Regions from separate parts of the Sus scrofa genome. Here region 2 is linked to region 1. A link is a contact called in public promoter capture Hi-C data. All regions are on one chromosome and are shown on one strand. The core of a region is the stretch at or near the end of the contact, and the rest is flanking DNA. Distances in the headings are between cores, read along the strand shown.

The links. Promoter capture Hi-C pulls out the DNA fragments that hold promoters and counts their contacts.
Region 2: a contact with region 1 is called in a promoter capture Hi-C map of liver, with 2.7 times the contacts expected there. The contact joins the promoter of HEATR1 here to the enhancer-like site in region 1. A contact is called at or near these places in 2 of 5 promoter capture datasets (fetal skeletal muscle and liver), 3 of 47 Hi-C or Micro-C datasets (epiblast stem cells, liver and skeletal muscle) and 2 of 2 datasets of contacts at active chromatin or transcription factors (alveolar macrophages and skeletal muscle).

What each region holds. Positions count from the first base shown.
Region 1 is chr14:54,625,468-54,632,603 of Sscrofa11.1, reverse strand. It overlaps MTR (methionine synthase), which reads left to right. Exons shown (of 33, transcript XM_021073435.1): 5 at 1-26; 6 at 2,086-2,192; 7 at 3,984-4,043; 8 at 4,772-4,866. Among named protein-coding and RNA genes, the nearest start is that of MTR, 24 kb to the left of the region's middle. Within about 2 kb of position 3,968, at least 6 of the 83 cell types and tissues checked have an H3K27ac peak or open chromatin away from gene starts, as enhancers often do. A contact at or near this core is called in liver, where this site is marked.
Region 2 is chr14:54,816,137-54,823,255 of Sscrofa11.1, reverse strand. It overlaps HEATR1 (HEAT repeat-containing protein 1), which reads right to left and starts at 2,183. Exons shown (of 46, transcript XM_021073757.1): 1 at 2,050-2,183; 2 at 1,656-1,830; 3 at 914-1,130; 4 at 22-163. The coding sequence starts at 1,797.

The DNA of each region.
Region 1 (7,136 bases), core at 2,719-5,218:
GGAAAAACCAGATTACAGGAACATCAGTGAGTATCATATACAGTCACTGACCTTGGGCAAGTACCTCTTTGTTTCAGCAGTGTGTGCATCTGTAAAATGCAGGCCAACACTAGCATCTACTTCAGGGTTATTGTGACTTCCAGGCTTACAGTAGTCCCTGAGATACGGTCGACACCTAAATAAAAAGTGAACTATTATTAGTCGAAGTATCAGTATTATATGTTTCATGCCTGCTTTCAAAGGTGTGTGTTGTTGTGTTTGTGCTTCTTTATCAGCTCTGGAAATAAAACCAATCAAAGTAAAACTTTAAACTGAGAAAGTGAGCAAATGTAGATACCAGGCCTTGGTCTATTACAGAATAATCCACTAGACCCCTATTTTATTCACCAGAAGGCAGTCTAAACTGTATAAACACACTAGCATTATAAATATTATAAACTAGCATCTATACGTGTACTTTCATTGAAATTTTACAAAAAATTTAGAAATTTTGGTCAATTTCTTAAGCATCAGACTACAAAAACCCCAAAAGAATTAAATGATCAGAGCTGAATAGTAATGATATTATGAATTTTGTGTGGGTGACAAATTCAGGCAGGTGTGGTTTGTAGGTCTGGGTTACATGGTACCACACTTTCCCACCAGGGTTGCTCATTCTGTGCTTATGTTTGGTCGGTGCTCCCTTTGGTCTAGTTAGGACAGCAAGGAGCTGATGTTTCCTTTCTCTTGTGCTGTGTAAGATGAAGTAGCTTCTCTTCATTTTACATAGATGAAGCATCTTTGAATAGATGAGCATCTTTCTTGGGTGAGAGGTAAAACAGGGAGAGGGCTGACCTCTCAGATGAAAATAGACAACTCAAGACATGTCTAACAAAAATGTTACCTAGGGAGAAGTTTCCGCTGTGGCACAGTGAGTTAAGAATCCGACTGCTGTGGCTCGGGTTGCTGTGGGGGCTCAGATTTGATTCCTGGCCTGGCCCAGAGGGTTAAAAGGATCTGGCGTTACTGCAGCTGTGGTGTGTGTTGCAGCTGCAGCTAGGATTCTGTCCCTGGCCTGGGAATTTCCATATGCTGTGGGTGCAGCCTTTAAAAAAAAAAAAAGGTAATCTAGGAATGATTGAACACTTGTTGTTTCAGACTGAAACTGCCCACCAGGCAGGTTTTTCTCTGGCAGTAGTTGGTGTCAGAGGCGGGAGCACAGTCTGCAGATAGCCGACCTTTAACAGAGGCTGAGAGAGAATCCTGCTCAAATGGGGCTCTTTCCAGCTCAAAGTACATATTTCTTTAGGTATTCCAGCCGCTCATCCCTGAAGTGACTAATGAAGACAATCCCTGGAAAGAAAGATCTGGGTTTTTGGGTTTTTTTTGGCTGCACATGCTGCTTGTGGAAATTCCTGGGCCAAGGATCTAATCTCTGCCATGGTTTCAAATTGCGCCACAGCTGCGGCCATGCCGGCTCCTTAACCCACTGCGTCACATGGGAACTTCCAGAAAGACCTATTTTAAAGATCTCGAAGGAAAGAGACAGAGCTTCAAGAAATGTACCTTCGGAGTTCCCGTAGTGGCGTAGTGGTTAACGAATCCGACTAGGAACCATGAGGTTGCGGGTTCGATCCCTGGCCTTGCTCAGTGGGTTAAGGATCTGGCATTGCCGTAAGCTGTGGTGTAGGTTGCAGATGCGGCTTGGATCCTGCCTTGCTGTGGCTCTGGTGTAGGCCGGTGGCTACAGCTCCGATTCGACCCCTAGCCTGGGAACCTCCATATGCCGTGGGAGGGGCCCAAGAAATAGCAAAAAAAGACAAAAAAAAAAAGAAATGCACCTTCACACCCAGCCACTCGTTCTCAGCTCATACATGGGCAGTGAGCTTGGGTGCCAGGTGTTTAGGAGCAACTGAATGCAGTTTGCTGGCTTAATGACCATCATTGCTATGTTTCTTTTTTTCTTACACAAGGTGGTGTGACCCTTAAATTATGAGTTCTAAACCAGCGGTAGACCCCCTGGTGCCAGACCTGAATTCGACATGTCTTGGCCATTCAGAGGATGTTGATGACTGATGTCTTGGATGTGGTTTATTTTTTTTGCAGCATTTGATGAGCTTGTTGAAGCATACAAAGAGCAAGCCAAGGGGCTTCTGGATGGTGGGGTTGACATCTTACTCATTGAAACTATTTTTGACACTGCCAATGCCAAGGTGAGTTAAAGGGGAAAAAAGGGACTGCTGGGGTGGGGGCTGGGGTACACCCCCTAATGGAGTAAGGAGACTAGAATGGCCATTATTAAAGCTAAAGAAAATGCCTTGATTCCTTTTTGTTTGTTTGTTTGTTTTTTAGGACTGCACCCAAGGCATATGGAAGTTCCCAGGCTAGGGGTTGAATCAGAGCTATAGCTGCCAGCCTAAGCCACAGCCACAGCAACACAGGATCCAAGCCACGTCTGAGACCTACACCACAGCTCACAGCACTGCCAGATCCTTAACCCACTGAGTGAGGCCAGGGACCAAACCTGCATCCTTATGGGTCCTAGTCGGGTTCATTAACCACTGAGCCACAGAGGAAACTCCCCATTTTTATTTTCGAACATTTTAAACTGAGTCCAGTAGAATGAAGGAAACTTCAAAAGGTTATTTTTCTTTCACAAAATGTTTTTTAAAAAAATTATGGAACTGAATATTTTTATATAGTTACTTTATGTACATAGGTAATAATTATATGTGCATGGTTCTAAAATTCAAATTTACATAAACATATGGAGTGAAAAGTAAATATGCTTCCATATCCTATTCCCGGGAATCCAGCCGTCTTCCTCAGGGACAGTGAGTGGTCCTGGAAGAGGTTGCATGCAGATAAAAGTGTGCGTATATGTATGCGTTTGTGCTTATATTCCTTATATTTGTACAAAAGTATGTAAGTGTGTGGAATAGAAAGCAGATATCCTCATGTATATGTTTTTGCACAGTGTATCTGAGGGTAAGTTTCTACAAGTGAAATTGCTGGGTCAAAGGGTATGGGCAATGCTTATTTTGATCTTTAGTGTCAGATTAACCTCCAAGATTGAACTCATTTATACTGTAGTCAGCAAGCAGTGTGCAGTAGTGCTGCCTTCACCATACCGTCTGTCTTGAACTTCTTGCTCTTTTTCAATCCAAAAGGTGAAAAGCACTACCTCACTGTAGTTTTAATTTGTATGGTTGTTCCCTCCACGTGTGCGGGTTGCCATGTGGAAGGGCCCTGAGCATTGGAGGGTCTCGGTGTCTGTGGGTGGGTCCTGGAACTTAACAAAACATGGACAGGACAGATTGACGTGAGATTGTGCCTTTATAGCCCGTTCTAGCCATTTTAGCTATTCTAGTTTGTACTCTTTTCTGCAGGGAGGCACACTGTGGGTTCCTGTCCCTGCTGTGTGTATGTGAGGCTGTGGAAAGGAGAGGCTTCGTCATTATGTATTTTTATTTTTATTTATTTTTTGTCTTTTCTAGGGCCGCTCCTGTGGCATATGGAGGTTCCCAGGCTAGGGGTCGAATCGGAGCTGTAGCCACTGGCCTACACCAGAGCCACAGCAAGGCAGGATCCGAGCCGCGTCTGCAACCTACACCACAGCTCACGGCAATGCCAGATCCTTAACCCACTGAGCAAGGCCAGGGATCAAACCCGCAACCTCATGGTTCCTTGTCGAATTCATTAACCACTGTGCCATGATAGGAACTCCCTTCATTATGTATTTTTAATTTTGACGGAGAGGAAGAAGAGTTGTTCTTCAGCTCTCCTCAGAGGACCCCTGGTTGGGTGAACTTGCCATCAGCATTGGTTTGTTGTGACATGTGCCTCAGGAAAGGCTGCCGGGAGCATGAGTTTCTTTTCCCTGGAGAACATGACTGTATCTTATCTGAAGAGGTCTTGGTAGCAGGAGTGTTCTGCTCCGCCACCTAGACTGACCTTTGACACAGTCTCTCAGAGTTGAAAATGTCCTTTTTTCCCCCTGACAGGCAGCTTTGTTCGCAGTCCAGAAACTTTTTGAAGAGGAGTATGCTCCCCGACCTATCTTTGTAAGTTCTAAATTATTTGCATGGTGAACTTTGTTCTTTGCTAATATTGTCATTTTGAGGGTGGGGTTTTTGTTTTCCTGGCATGGACCTATTCTATTGACAGTACCTTTTAGGAAGCACCTGTCTTAATCTCCTCAGACCACCACCTCTAGACCAGTCACAGCCTTATCTGTAGCATGTGGAGAGTGGGTGGGTCCAGAGGTGGTTGTGAAGGCAGGCTGTTCCATAGAAGCCTGGCTGAACTGGTCCTCGAAGCCAAGGCTCCCTCTTGTTAGGGCCCGAGGAGGGACAGGCTTGGTGCTGATGGTGAGGCCACCAACAGAGGCTGCAGAGTGCCAGCTTATGAAAGCAATGGGCAGCCACCTGGCCGGGTGAGAGTATACTAAAATCAAACAAGGGGCGTTAGACACACCAGATGTTTAACAGCAAGAGCAGGATAACCTGAGTTATTGTGGGTGAGTCTTCTCCCATAGGCCCAGAGGTCTGAACCCTGGAGCTTTTCCGGGCTCTGCTTTTGCCTCCATGACTTTCCCTTTTCTATGCTTCTGTGGCTTTCCAAGGCCTCCCCTGGGCCCTTGGCATTCATCTGTTCTGACTGCCTTGGGGTCGGAGTGCCACAGTTCTCTTTTTTGTATGGGAACAGAGAAAATCACCTTACTCACTTTGTTCTGTTTCTGTGACTGTGTCTTAAGTCTGTGTTGTTGACTGGATTTACTGTGTCAATTCAGATTTCAGGGACAATTGTTGATAAAAGTGGGCGGACTCTCTCTGGCCAGACCGGAGAGGCATTTGTCATCAGTGTGTCTCATGCAGACCCCCTCTGGTGAGTACGCATTCCTGACCCCACTCCTTTGGGGAGGTCTCTTTTGCTGGCTTCCAGACATTGACCCGAGAGGGGGTGTCTTTCTGCATGTTTCCACGGTTCCACTTGCATGAGGTATTGGCCTTCCTTGAGGTACAGTCCAGCAGCCCTTAGGACTTCAGAAGACCACTGCCTAAATGGGTCAGTTTGAGGGAATGGGGGAGTTCTCCTGCCTCCTGGGCCAGACAGATAGTTGTCTGTAAGTGTTCCCCTTTGAGTTTAAGACTGGCTGGGCCCAGTGAAAACACTTTAAATCTGTTATCAGCTCTTAGATTTTGGGAGCAGTGCTCTGCAAGGTTTTTACACTCTCTGTTTGCGGAGCAACCAGAAGCAGTCTGGCCTGGAATGAGGTGGGAATTCTAAAGCTCACACTTTTATCTTACCGTAGCCGGAGTTCCTCTGTGGTGCAGCAGGTTAAGGACCTGGCATTGTTACTGCCGTGGCTCAGGTCTCTATTGTGGAGCAGATTCAGTCCCTGGCCTCCGAACTTCCATATGCCATGGGTGTGGGCCCCCCCACCCCGCCAAAAAAAAATTAACATGACTTTTACAGTATATTTTAAAGTAGAGCATCTCCCTATTTTTCTGATCACATGGGTTCACTTATGTACTGTGAGTGAGATGGAAGCTCTGAGAGTACATGCGACTTCCGCCTACACCTCCTCCTGCACTTCTGCTGGAGGCCGTGCCTGCCGCCTATCCTCACCCCACACGTGAGCCTTTCAGACTCATCTCTGGAGTCCGCTCCTGGGTACCTTCTTCTCTTACCAGCCCAGACTGATGTTCTTCTCAGAGCACTCTGTTTACTTTTATTATAGCCTTGGCCACAAAAATAAGAGTCATAGATCTTTGTTGAGAATTTGCTTTGTGCCAGCCTTCATTCTAAGTTTGTTTTGAGAGTTCTCTTTTAATTCTGGCAATAACACCTCCAGGTAGCTGTTGATGTTCAGATCTTTTGCTTATTTTTTTAGTTGGGTTGTTTTCTTGTTTGTTTGTCCATTTTGACTGCCCCATGGCATATGGAGTTCCCAGGCCAGGGATCAGATCCGAGCCGCAGTTGTGAACTACACCACAGCTGCAGCAACAGTTGGATCCTTTAACCAACTCACCGTGCCAGGCTGGAGATTGAGCCCATGTCCTGCTGCCAATCCATTGTGTCACAGTGGGAACTCCTGTTGTTGTTTTAAGAATTAAAAAAAGAATATTTTGGATTCCAGATGTGTGTTTTGTAAATATTTCCTCCCCGTCTGTGGTTTGTTTTTTCATGCCCTTAACCATATCTTTCGCTGAGCAGACGTTTTTAATTTCAGTGACATATAGCTTATCAATTTTTTTTTTCATAGAGTCTACTTTTGGTGCTGTACCTAAAAACTCATTGTCAAACTCATGGTCACCTATATTTTTCTATGGTGTTACTTTATATATATCTTTATATCTTTAATAGTTTTACAGTTTACATTTAGATCTATGATCTATTTTGAGTTAATTTTTATAAAAGTTGTTAAGATCTGTGTCTAGATTAAATTTTTTTAATGTGAATGTCCCGTTGTTCTAGCACCATTTGTTGAAAAGGCAGCCCTTTTTCCATTGAATCGCCTTTGCCCCTTTGTCAAAGATCAGCTGACTGTATTTGTGTGGTTCTATTCCTGGACTCTGTTCTGTTTCATTGATCTATTTTTGCTCAAATACCAGAGATTCTCTCAACTTTTCAATGAATCTTGAAGTCCAGTAGTGTCACTCCTTCAACTCTGTCCTTATCCTTCAAGAATTGTATTAGCTATTCTGGGTTGTTTACTTCTCCGTGTGAACTTTAGAATCTTGCTAGAATTTTGATTGACCATTGCGTGAATATATATAAAGTTGGGAAGAATTGACATCTTAACAATGTTGAGTCTTCCTGTTCATGAACATAAAATCTCTATTTATTTAGTTCTACCTTGAGTTCTCACATAAGTTTTGTAGTTTTCCTCTCATAGATCTTGTACATATTTTGTTAGTTATACACACATATTTCATTTTTATTTCAAATTTCAATTGCTCATTGCTAGTATGTAGGTAAACAATTGACTTTTTTATATTACCTTTGTACCCTGCAAATCTTGGTATAATTCCTTATTGATTCCAAGAGTTTTTTTGGTTGATGCTCTAGAATTTTTTACAGACAGTCTTATCATCTTTGAACAGTTTGTTTTTTTTTCTGTTCCAACTCATATACCTTTTATTTTCTGTTGC
Region 2 (7,119 bases), core at 934-3,433, 190 kb before region 1:
TGTGTCATTCAACAATCATACCTTAACTGGCAACAGCCAGAACCATTTGTGCTTTGAATTATTAATTTTTAGAAGCTGTATAACTCGCACAAATATTCTTGTCTCGTGGTATGGCAGAATGCAAGCGATGAGGCTATCTTGATTATAAAGATGGATATGGAACCTGGGGAAAAAAGCAAACAGGTAGAGGTGACACAAAACTTAAAAGCATGTCTTTCCTCACATGTCCAAACTGTGTATCAATGAAATGAACTAAACCCATTTAAAATAACCAAATAACCATAATCACGGTATAGAGCACTTAATAAGCATTAAAGTACTCCTCAACAGAGAGTACTATACTCCCTGTACTAACAATACTATTCTTATGTAGTAGCATTTTAAAATATCAGGAATTCCTGTTGTGGCAGGCTAACAGAAGCATCTCCCCACTGAATGATGTGAGCACCAAGATAATACATGCAAAGTGCTTACCACAAGGCCTGGTGTATAAATGTTCAATACACATTAGCCACTACTATTTTTCTTAAGTTGGGGTATTTTAGATAATACCATTATCCTCTTTCCAAACCATTTTTTTTGTTGTTGTTGTTATTTTGGCGAGAAAGAAATTTTACTAATAACCTTTGTTCCAAATATGCAGTGACAATTTAGAACAGCAAACTGACATGAACTCCTTAGAACTAATGAGGTTAGACTACATACCCAAGATCTTTAATAGTTCTACTTTTCACTATTGGTAAAAATGAGTTCAATAATAGAAGGGCATGCTTATCTCACCCAATACAAATCATGTTAACCTCCTGATACACCTAATTTTTCAACTTTAAATTGATAAATGTTCTCGCTACTTGATTTTTAAAAGAGATCAATGTTAGCAGCCCATAATTACTTTTGTAATTCCATTTGCTACCTGTGAATCAACCACTCCAGACACTTCTGTGCTGGCTTCAGCAGGAAGTAAGGGGACAAGTGAATAAGAAATAATGAAATGTTTTCATCCAGCTGTTTGTTCACTGTTTTGGTCTGAACGCTGCGCTCCAAGGTTTTTGCTAGCTGGCTGAACAACGGTGCTTCAAACTGTTCAAAGGAAGGATCAATTCCAAGCAGCTCTTCCAGGCCAGTGCATCCTAGGAAAAGGCCAGTTAAATTAACAAATCTTTGCAAGCAAACTCGTCTTACTCTTCTTTTACTGTTTTACTTATCCCTAAAAATGTGAATTCTTTTAGCACATGTAATCTGTAATACAGTCCCAAACACAGGTTTCTAGTTTCCAACAAAGAAAATAAGTTCCATCCTCATGAATCAGGAAAATAGAAAGTACCCCTGGCAGGGGGCCTTCTTTTTTTCCTCAATACAATTTCAATATTATAACCTGACTAATCCGGGGAAGACACCTCCCCTAACCTCCAGCCACTTTTAGCTGTTCTTCCTCTCTACTCCTTAACTTTATCTGTGGAATTCAAGTTCCGCTGCCTATAGACACACTTAAGACATCTTAACAAGTGACTGCTATTTTCTTTCCTTTAATAAAATTAAGTCAAGTTAGCAAGTTAGAAGCCGCTAAGGAAGAGGGCGGGTCAGAAAACAAGAAAATACAGCAACACCCAGGACGCAAGCTTCCCAGAGTTTTTTTAATTTAAAGGGTAGCTCACCAATGGCAAAGGCCGTGTCCCTGTCGACGGTGGCCGCTTCCTTGGGGTCAAACAACAAAGAGGCAACTTCATCTCTGGATAAGAGACTGGGATCACTTTGAGGGAGAGCGAGTCTCTGGAGCTGCTGGGCTAAGGACGTCATCTTTCACGCCAGAGGACTTCTAAAAAACGCAGGCTAAGAAACATAACCACCGTGAGAAGCGTCCACAAAATCTTAAGGTGGCTTAACCGCAAATAGCAACTTTCCTCCGCACGCAGCGCGGTCGCGGACACTACAGCAACAGCGTTAACAGCTGAAGTACAGCCTCAGCGGCCGCGCCACGCGTGTCTCAGCCCCGAATCCGCGGAGACTCGAAAACCCGCGATGCCGCCCAGACCCACAACTCTTGCTCACCTGGAGCTCGACTTCGGGCAGGATTTAGAAGCCTGCGAATCTTCACAAGTGCTCCCACATGGTACCAAAAAAATCCAGCTTTCGCCCGGAAATGTAAAGCACGCCTTAGGCGAGCTTCCGGTTTCGGGCACTACGGCAAGAGAAGAGGTACAAGCTTGCCAAATTGAGAAAAGTCGACTCCACCTCCCGGCGGCGAAACTCCGCCCCCCCGCCGCGCCAGACTTTAGGCTCGGAATCCCGACCCTACCGTGGGGTAGCGGTCGATTCTCGGCAGGTAGCTGGAAGTTACCGTTTCTGGGTGGGCCTTTTGTGAGCCTTAAGGTCTGTAGCAGGAATTATTCATTCAATACATATTTATCCAGCTTTAAGGACCAGCAGCATCGCGCAGTGGTTAAAACTGTGGGCTGTGAACTCACAGCCCGAATTCACAGATCCGTGCGAGCCCCTTCCTTTTACAAACAATATCTTTTCCTGTGGCTTTGCTTTAACAAAGAAAAGCATCTTTTCGGTTATTTCTACAGATCTCCAACATGTGGTGTTGATTGCCTTGTGTAGAATAACACGAGTTTTTTAAGTGCCGGTGTACATCTTTCATCCTTACATTTGAGCTACACCGAATTCTCATTTCTCAGTTTATCTTCTCTAATAAGGTGGAAACAGGCTGAGAATTTCTTGATAGGAGCTGGTCTCAGTGCGAGCTGCCCTGTAAATGCTGGGCACAACCGTTCTGGAGCTTGGGGCCATCCCATCCCTGCAGTTGGCATTCCTGAAGACCACGCGCTGTTGTTTTTTGTTTTGTTTTTCACTGACCCTGGATATCATTTACAAACTAAATCTCAAACTTTAGCTATTTGATGAGTTTTTAACAAAAAAGTAAGTAGGCATCTCTCTCTCCCTCTCCCCATTCCAGACATAGGAAGTTTCCATCACTTTGCGCCTTTGCTGTGATGCCCACTCCACTCCTTGCTCAAGGTAACCAACCATTGGTCTTGGTGTCACTGTAGGCCGATGTTGCCAAAGAGTTTCCCCTATGGATGGATATACTGCAGTCTGTGGAGAGAGCGCTCTGTGCTGCCTCCCCAGCTTCTCTGAGAAGGTGCAGAGAGGCAGGATTGAGACGGGATGTCCTACCCACCTTTTTTTGGATGCTTTCCTTTCTCTTAGAAGGTGGAGCTTTTCCGTGACAAGATGTCAGTCGTCTTCACTGGCGATGGCTGGAAACATAGTTCCAATCTGGGGGCCTCCCTTCTGTACTTCTGAAGATCTCTTCCTTTTACAAACACTATCTTTTGTTGTTGCTTTGCTGTAACAAAGAACAAAATCGTTTTGGTTGTTTCTACAGATTGTTAGTGATCTTCAACATGTGGTGTTGACTGCCTTGCATAGAATAACATGAGTTTTTAAGTTCCGGTGGTACCTCTTTCATCCTTACAAATAGATGTCTCAAATGAATTTTTTTCGTTCTTTATAAAAGCAGTCAGCTTTGGGAGAAATGAAAGTAGTGAGAAATAAATATCAGGCAGGTCTGTTTTATCCACAAGGCATATTTGGTTTTTTCTCACTAAAAAAATCCTCATTTTTTTAAAAACTGCATTTATTTATTTATTTTTAAGGCTGCACTTGTGGCACATGGAAGTCCCCAGGCTAGAGGGTGAATTGGAGCTTCAGCTGCTGGCCAGTGCCAACAGCAATACCAGATCCTAGCCTGTCTGAGAACCTGCACCACAGCTCAGAGCAGCGCTAGATTCTTAACCCACTGAGTGGGGCCAGGGTTGCAACCCGAGTCCTCATGGATTCTAGTCGGGTTCGTTACCACTGCACCACAACAGGAACTCCCAAATCCTCATATTTTTAAAAACTTTATCAAAGCGAAAATAAACAGAAAAGTGCCATGGTATTTGGTTCAATTATCTTTATATCAGTTCCAAGGGTATGTGATATCGTGCTTAATTTTACTTTGTTTTGTTTTGTTTTTGGCCACACTCAGGCATGAGGAAATTCCTAGGCCAAGGACTGAACCTGTGCCACAGCAACAACTGGTGCAGCTGCAGTGACAACACCAGATCCTTAATTCACTATGTCACAAGAACACTCCTGAATTTTACTTTGGAAGTAAATTAGGAAAGTATGAAGAACAAGTCAGATATTTGTAAGTGTAATAATGTTTTTTAAAAAAGCTTTGGTTTGAAGAAATACGTTGTGATCTTAAAGTATATCTTTTGGGCTGCACTCATGGCGTATGGAAGTTACCAGGCTAGGGGTCAAATCCGAGCTATAGCTGCACGCCTATGCCACAACAACCGGGGATCCAAGCTGCGTCTGTAACCTACACCACAACTCACAGCAACGCCGGATCCCCAACCCACTAGGCTAAGCCAGGGATCAAACACACATCCTCACAGATACTAGTCAGATTCGTTTCCACTGAGCCACAACAGGAACTCCCCTCAAAGTAGATCTTTTTCTCCATTTTAAGAGAATCCTTTGGATATATTTGTGATTGTTTTCTGATTATAGCCTCCTCAGTTTTTGTGATCATAACCCTGTCTCCCAGTTTGATTATTTAGCAGAAGACCAGAGCAAGCTTTCTTTCTCAGTTGTTATTTGAATTTAAAATATCCTTTATAGTTCATTGTAACTCTGCAATCCTTTTCATACCTTTTACCATTTTTCATTCTTTAAATCCAAAATTTTAGCCATAGTGATACATATTTCTTGATGTAAGGGTAAATACTATTTTCAGAGATGTTATTTTAACTATACTTTCTTCTGATGCGGGAGTATCATATGGCAGAGTAATGAATTCTGCCTCTTATTTCAACCTTTGTTCATGGCAAGGACTCTACCCCATTTGTAAGAGTGACCTGAATGAATGAATTGGGTTGTTTTTTTTTTTTTTTGGTTTTTTGTTTGTTTGTTTTTGTTTTTGGCTGTGCCCACGGCATGCAGAAGTTCGCAGAGCAGGGACTGAACCTTCACCACAGCAGTGATAACGTCAGGTCCTTAACCTACTAAGCCACAAGGGAACTCCATGAATTAGTTCTTTTTATTTATTTATTTATTTATTTTATTTTTTTGCCTTTTTGTCTTTTGTTGTTGTTGTTGTTGCTATTTCTTGGGCCGCTCCCGCGGCATATGGAGGTTCCCAGGCTAGGGGTTGAATCGGAGCTGTAGCCACCAGCCTACGCCAGAGCCACAGCAACGCAGGATCCGAGCCGCATCTGCAACCTACACCACAGCTCACAGCAACGCCGGATCGTTAACCCACTGAGCAAGTGCAGGGACCGAACCCGCAATCTCATGGTTCCTAGTCGGATTCGTTAACCACTTCGCCACGACGGGAACTCCTGAATTAGTTCTTTTTAAAAGAATGTTTGCCCTCCCTCACCCCACTCCCTTTCAGTCCAGATTGCGAAGACTTTGATTCAGTTCCTGTGTACTTTAGACCAGGCTAGGCATATGGTGGTGGTAGACAAGACATGTAAATTCTCTGCTTTTATGGAACTTAAATTCCACCAGGAAGAGACAGTAAGAGATAGATAAATAGATAAATCAGAAAACCATCAGATAACGTCATAAGGGTTCTGATGACAATAATACAAAGCCATGTGTTAGGGGTAACAGAGGGAGGCCATCGTTAGTTTGAGTGGTTGGAGAAGTTTCTCTAAGGAGGCAATATTTAAGCTAAGACCTGAATGATGGGTCTTTTTTTTTCTTTTTTCTTTTTTGGCCGCACATGCTGCATATGGGCCAGGGATCAAATCAGAGCCACAGGTATGGCAATACCAGATCTTTAATCCACTGAGCTATAGTGGGAACTCCTGAATGATGAGTTTTGATAAAGAGGAGATAACCCAGATTAGATTGATCTTGACGTTTACTCTGCTCCAATCACAACAGGGTTCTTTCTGCCCATCAGTGATACCAAGCTTGTATTTTCTTCACAGCACTTACAACTCCCTGAAACAATCTGATTTGTTTGTTTACTTACTTATGCAGCCCCTCATTAGAATACTGGCTTCACATAGGATGGAAGGGAGCCTGCCTCTAAGTTGTTGAAGCCTGGATGAGAGTACAGATGGAGACTCACCTGTCAATCTAAATACTTAAAATTTATAAATCAACCTAACACATTGTTACCTAGACTATGTTATAAACCCCAACTTTGACAAGTAAACAATTATAATTACGAAATAAAAATGTTTTCATATGGCTGAGAGATAGTAAAATACAAAAGATGACAACATTTGATTACTATTGCCCCTGTCTGGGTACAATGTTGATTGGCTGATGATTTTTTTTTTTCTTTTAAACTTTTTTTTTTAATCTTTTTTTTTTTTTTTTTTTGTCTTCTTGCCATTTCTTGAGCTGCTCCCTCGGCATATGGAGGTTCCCAGGCTCGGGGTCTAATCAGAGCTGTAGCTGCCAGCCTACACCAGAGTCACAGCAACGTGGGATCCGAGCCGCGTCTGCAACCTACACCACAGCTCACGGCAATGCCAGATCCTTAAACCACTGAGCAAGGCCAGGAATCGAACCCGCAACCTCATGGTTCCTACTCGGATTCGTTAACCACTGCGCCATGATGGGAACTCTTTTTTTAATCTTTTTTAGGGCCACATCCACAGCATATGGAGGTTCCCAGTCTAGGGGTCCAGTTGGAGCTACAGCTGCCGGCCTACACCACAGCCACAGCAATTCGGGATCCCAGCCGAGTCTGCAACCTACACCACAGCTCACGGCAATGCCAGATCCTTAACTCACTGAGTGAGGCCAGGGATCAAACCTGCGTCCTCATGGATGCTAGTCAGACTCGTTTCCACTGAGCCACAATGGGAACTCCAAGCTGATGATTTTGGATGAGTAACAAGGATGTATAGAGCTAATGCATTTCCTATATAGTTAGCCCATAAAATTTGCCTTCATTTCAGCAATATTACCAGTTATGTTGTTGAGTTCAGATTTCCACAGATTGTATTCTATTGGCAAAACTGATCAAAAATGGGTTAGTAGGTGCAAACTATTACATTTAGAATGAATAAGCAATGAGGTCCTACTGTACAGCACAGG